2 separate regions of the Anas platyrhynchos genome follow, and region 2 is linked to region 1. The links are chromatin contacts, called in public Hi-C maps. All regions are on one chromosome and are shown on one strand. The core of a region is the stretch at or near the end of the contact, and the rest is flanking DNA. Distances in the headings are between cores, read along the strand shown. Region 1 overlaps PUM1 (pumilio RNA binding family member 1). Region 2 holds the start of PUM1 (pumilio RNA binding family member 1).

What was found. A called contact is a pair of places that touch in the nucleus more often than the background predicts.
Region 2: a contact with region 1 is called in a Hi-C map of skeletal muscle, with 1.6 times the contacts expected there. The contact joins the promoter of PUM1 here to the enhancer-like site in region 1. A contact is called at or near these places in 2 of 8 Hi-C or Micro-C datasets (liver and skeletal muscle).

What each region holds. Positions count from the first base shown.
Region 1 is chr24:5,617,708-5,620,452 of IASCAAS_PekinDuck_T2T, reverse strand. All of the region lies in intron 3 of PUM1 (pumilio RNA binding family member 1), which reads left to right. Among named protein-coding and RNA genes, the nearest start is that of PUM1, 34 kb to the left of the region's middle. Within about 2 kb of position 1,407, at least 3 of the 8 cell types and tissues checked have an H3K27ac peak or open chromatin away from gene starts, as enhancers often do.
Region 2 is chr24:5,652,021-5,654,991 of IASCAAS_PekinDuck_T2T, reverse strand. PUM1 (pumilio RNA binding family member 1) reads left to right here and starts at 1,489. Exons shown (of 18, transcript XM_072027559.1): 1 at 1,489-1,624.

The sequences.
Region 1 (2,745 bases), core at 158-2,657:
ATTACAATTCCCAGCAGCAGGTAACGTACCAACAGGGCTCCTCTGCCGGAGGCATCCTGGGGTTAGTGTGAGCTCAGGCTCTCGCCTTGGGGCGTTACGGAGGAAGACTCAGGATGGTTTCGTCGTTCCTGTGCCATACGTGTGTCTGCAGCGTGCTGCACGTAGCCTCCTCATCAGCTCGACGCAGGAGACCTGTGTTAATTGCGGTCCGAGCGGCAGGTGGAAGGGCCTGTAGCCAACAATCAGACACAGCAGGGTGCTGGTGATCGATCATCTGTAGCTTTTGAGTGAGTTTGCCTTGGAGAAGAGCGTTTAATTAGTGAGGTGTACTAAGCAAAAAAACCCTTGAGCCCTTAACGTGACTTAGAGGCCAAACCACTGCTCAGCCTGGGTGCTGCAGCCCCGTTTTGGGATCTCAGCAGTACTGATCAGAGGAGGCTGAAGGGATGGTGAATCTGAATCAGCTCGATCTTACTGGAGCATGGCTCAAAACCCGGGGTCAGAGTCCAGCACTACAGAACTTTATCTCAGCCCGGTGGGTTTGTTTGACCTTTTCTCCCATAACAGCAGCCCAGACTCCTCAGCCCGGACAAGTAAGGCGAGTCCTGGCCTTGCTGTTTGGCCTCTCTTGAATGCTGGGCCTAGATCCAACGATCGACTTGTAATCTGCTCCTGTTCCTGCCCGTTTGGGTAACGACTGTAAATGTTTATTGCTTTCCTTTTGTAAGCGTAATATCCTTCAAAGAAGAATAAAATCCTTTGTTGGAGCTTATTGCAGCAGTATATGACTGGCCCTGGGTTTCCTGAAATATCTGATCGGTTTTTAGCAAAACAGCCTGATTGACACCGAGTACAGAGGAGGGACTGTTGCCATGTTTATACGAAAGCCCTGCCTTCAGAGACTTATCGTAGTCTTAAAGGCAATGTAAATAACCGTTAGTTTAGTCGGTTGTTCTCTTATGTAGCACATTGGGGAGGTTAATGGAGGAATGTTTTAATGATTAAGCTAAATAGCTGCTGTATAGCTCAGAAAGGAGAAAAAAGCAAGCTGTTCCCAAGTCTTTGTCTTACTCAGGTGTAGGACCTTGAATGCAAAACTTACTTTGGCTTTTTTTTTAAGCAATTAAACAATGAAACTTGTTTTGCTTATTTTTAAACACGTTGCAGCTATCTGACTTTTAAAGAACCATCCTGTATAGGAAAACAACCGCAGAGATGCGAAGCCTGTGATTTCTATTTTGTCTGGCAGTGTTTTCTGTTTAAGGCTCATTTACAAGTTGGTTCAAGTTAGTTTTTTTTTTCCTAGCCTTTAAAAAATAGGACTAAAAAAAACTGTTGAAGCAAGGCATCCCTGGAAGCATGTTTTACCAAACTGCACTTCTGGGTTCAGGCTCTGGATGGCCCTGTAGACATGCCTGTGTTTTCTCTGTATAGTGCACAGTAATAGCGGTGTGGAGCTGATGTAATCTCTATGTAATCATCCGTAAAGCTTTTTTCTGTGTTGCCTGTGAAGCTGTGGTTCTGTCATTTCTTTAAACCGAAATTTGGTGGGAGAGCAGGAGATGTCCTGGTACTCTGAGTGTGGCCGGGTGGCTCAGGGTCTGGCACGCTCAGCTGGGAGACGCCGAGGGTAGGCAGGGCAGGCTCAGTGCGGGCTGTTACTGTAAAATTCCAGCTTTGTTGCAACAGCTACTCACAACGACAGTAAGCGCGAATGACAGGCTTTTGTAACTATGAATGTTGCATTAAGATAGAAAATCATTCTTAATTTTTTTTCACTGCCACACGACCTCTCACTGCACGCCGGTGTAAGTGCAGCGTGCCTTGGCTCAGAGCTGGACCCATTTCCTTAATGTGCTCTATCCAGCAGCCGGGGTTCCTTAGTATTTGCTGCAGCTTGGATGAAAGAGGTCTGTCTTCTGAAAGTGCAGGGCTTTTTCCATTCATTTGTCAGAAACACATCCCGAGTATCCTGAACAAAAAGATCTCTTTAACAGTGTCTTTCTTGGTCCGTTGGGAAGCGTCACATACGTTGAAGGGATTACAAGCAAGTGCAGCTAAAAGCAATATTAAGAAGGGAAGGTCTTAATCACGTGTAATCTGATTAGGGATGTCAGATGTTTATATTGCAGAAGAAACTGGATTACAGAAATCTAATAGTGCAGTGTTTCCATAACCGTGTACCACAGGCCGGGCTGTTCTGGTTTCTTGGAAGTCCCTCTGAGCTCCCCCGCACGCTGCTGGAGATGCTTCACTCCTATACCTGTGTGAGAGAGGAAATAGCCTCAGTCTTTGAAATGTCAAATGACACTGCTGAACCCCTCCAAAGCTACGTCACTTGTTCGTGGGTTGTCACCAAATGCCATTTGTAAGAGGTTAAAATGCTCCGTGTGGGGATTTGTGTGAATTCCAGCTAATGGCTCTTCAAGGAGTATTCTCCTCTTTCTTTCCACTTACTGGAAACCACAATTTAACGTGGAAATGTAGTTTAACCTTGATTTAATGTAAGTTTCTGAGTAAGATGACAAAAATCTTTTACTGGAGGTTGACCTTTGGTCTTCTGCGACCTGTTGGAACACGGGGCTGTGCTGGCAGCAGGTGGAGACCGTGCATCCAGGCCCTGGTACCGCTGCCATTAAATACATCGGGTTGATGATTCCCAGAGCTCGTGTGGCGAAGGGGCTTAGCTGGCTGAGCACGGCCTGAAATTCTGACAGTGTTGGCTCTGCTCCCCTGCGTATGGTA
Region 2 (2,971 bases), core at 240-2,739, 34 kb before region 1:
AGTCTGCAGTTCAGAGAAGGGGAGCGAGGGGAACAAAGGGAGAACATCCAAAAGCTGTGCCTGGCTTTTAGGGCTGGGCTTGTGAATGCACAGAGCAAGAAAGAGTGCCTCTGCTGCACCTGCTTGTCTGTTTAATGCACCTCCAGTCTGGGGCTGCATCCCCTCCGGCTCTGTGCGGGCAGGCCCGGCACAAAGCCGATGTTTGTTGTTTGGGCAGGGTGAGCCCGGCTCGCAGAGCTGGGGACGGGGGCTGCAGCTGCCCGCAGGCATTTCCACAGTGGAACGTGGGTCTCTGAAGGGGCTCGGGGGGGTCTGACGGGCTCCTGGCAGGGAGCACAGAAGGGCACCGGGTGTGAAAAGCATAGTCCTGCGGCAGTGCTGCGAATAAACAGAGTTTGTGTCAATAACGCAGAGTTCAGCGCCACGCTGCCAGGGAAGGAGAGCTGAGGACAGCTTGTGCTTTCACCTCTCGTGCCTGCCCAAACCTGGGAAAAGGCAAAGTTTAATGATTAAAGTACCTAGCTGGGAACTGGAGAGATCTGGCTCCTCTGATCACCTCGCCGCCCCAAACTAAGCCGAACTCTGCACGCACTTGATTTTACTGATCAGTTTCACCAAAAGCAAAATATTCTTACAGTAGTAATTGTTTTAATGACCATACTTATAATACAAATAATGAACGATTATACCTAGCAAGGAATTGCCCTAATGGCAGTAACGCCTGAGCCAGCTCCAATCCAACATTGTTGTGCCCCCAGTAGCCCCCACCCAGGGCTGGGCCTCGTTTGCTGTTAGTGCTTGAGTGAGAGGCTTGGAAAAAAGTGAGCAGGGGGCTGGGGACTGCTGGTAAAACGGAGACAACACTGGGGGCTCTCAAACTGGGGCTTTGCTGGGAAATGCCAGGCACTTCAGCACGGCATCCGTGCCGGGGCAGGAACAGATACCCCAGTGTATCGCACACAGGCATCTCTCACGCGCTGCAGCGCTTCTGTGTGGGACAGCCCGCTGATCTGCCAGCGAAAGGTGAGTGTATTTTATTAAATATGTGGGGATGAAGCGGGGGTGCGGGAGGTGCCCCCACACGCTGCCTCTCCCACCTGGCGGGCCCAGAGCACGCAGCCGATGCTTGGGACCCGTTGTGGGTCGGCACTCAGGGACCAGGCTGCTTCATATTTCCAGGTAGGTGGTGCCCGTGAAGGTGTTTGGCAGGGAGTGCGCACATTTTGGGGGAAAAAACACGGAAAATGGCGTTGGGGAGCAGCGGGTGGCGAGGGCCCGGCGCGGGGAGCTGCAACAACCGGGACGCGGCGGCGCCGCGCGGGGCCGGCCGCCTTCCACGGGCTGTGCGGGACGGTCCCCGGCCTCCGTTGGCCACCCCTAAGCCCACGGTCGCCATCCCCGGGCTTTGGTCGCCATCCCCGAGGCCCGCATGGCGTCGGCGGGCGGCGCGGAGCCGGCCCCGGGCCGCGGCCCCTCAGCCGGGGCCGGCCTCGCCTTCCCGGCATGCAGCGCGCCGCCCGTCCCCAGTGGGCCGCCATGTTGTCGGAGTGAAAGGCCGGGGGAGAGGCAGGCGGCGAGCGGCCTGGGGGGGGCCGAGATCCATCTTCATCCTACCGCTCCGCCCGTGAGTACCGGCACCGGAGCGGGCCCGCGGCGCGCCGCGAAGCCCAGCGGAGCCGCCGGTGGGGCCATATTGGCGGGGGGGCCGGGAGGAGCGACGCCAGGCCGCCCCGAAGGCGAGCGGTGGCGGCGGGGCGCCCCGGCCGGCTCGGCGCCTCGGCCGGGAGTCGGGGCCGGGCCCCTTTTGTTAGCGGGGAGCGGCCCCCGGGGGGGTGGGGGGCGGCGATTCGGGGCCCGGTGTGGGTTTGGGGGGCGTTGTTTTGAGGGGGGGGCGTTGTTTTGGGGGGCCTCGTCCCTCCCCGGGGGGGCCGCGGCCCCGCTTTGTTGGTTGGGGAGGAGCTGGGGGGGGGTGGGGGGGAGTTAAGGGGGAATTGGGGGGGGGTTGGGGGAAATTGGGGGGGTTGGGGGGGATCGGAAGGAATTAGGGGGGCTTGGGGGGAAGCTGGGGAGGTTTGGGGAGGAACTGGAAGGAATTGGGGGGCCCTGGGGGGCCCTAACAGGCAGCGGGGACGAAGGGGAGGGAGCAAAAATCCAGACAATACTTTTGGGATGTGCTGGGTGACCCTGGGGGGGTTGTTGTTTTTTTTTTTTTTTCGGTGTTTTTTTTTCTTTTCCTTTTTTTCTTTTTCCCCCCCTGCTTGTTTTTCTGGCTTTCTCTTAATCACAGTGTTTGGCCATTTTTAATTACACGCTTGCGATTTTTAACAGGAGATTCTTGTTTTGCGCCCCATCGGGAGAAATACTTGGTTTGTTGTTTTATTTTTTTTTGTTCTGTTTCGGTGCGTTTTTGTTGTTGTTTTTGTTGCCTTTTTTTTTTTTTTTTTTCTTTTGGTCGGTGTTTAATAACTTTGTTCTGAGCAGAGGTTTTATTAGACAGATCATGAGTAAGGAATTTCCTTTATTAAGAGTGAGGGAGGGGGGGTAAGGGGTAGAATTTATCTTACGATATTTTAATGGTGGCTGGAGCAGTTGGGCTGGCTATCGATTTACCCACTTCCTGCTGGGTCTCCCTGGGTTTTAAGGAAAACACAAGCTTTAACGTTAAAAGTTCTTGTAGGCCACACGGCTCTCAAACAATGGGTAGGCAGCTTTAATTTCCAGCCTAACTTTCCAAAAAAAAATTAAAAAAAATCACTGAAACCCTCTCACCTAGCCCATGATTTAACTTCCTGAAGCGCTCCTCGGGTGCTGATGTGAGTTTTTTAACATTGCCTGGAGTTTTTGGAGAAGCGGCGGGGTCTGAGCACAAAGCTGGGCTCTCTGCGGCTCGGAGCTGCCTGGCGGGGAGACGTCGCTGCTCGCACTTCAAACTTGCTCCGTGATGTCTGCGAAGTTCTGTTGGTTGTGGAGA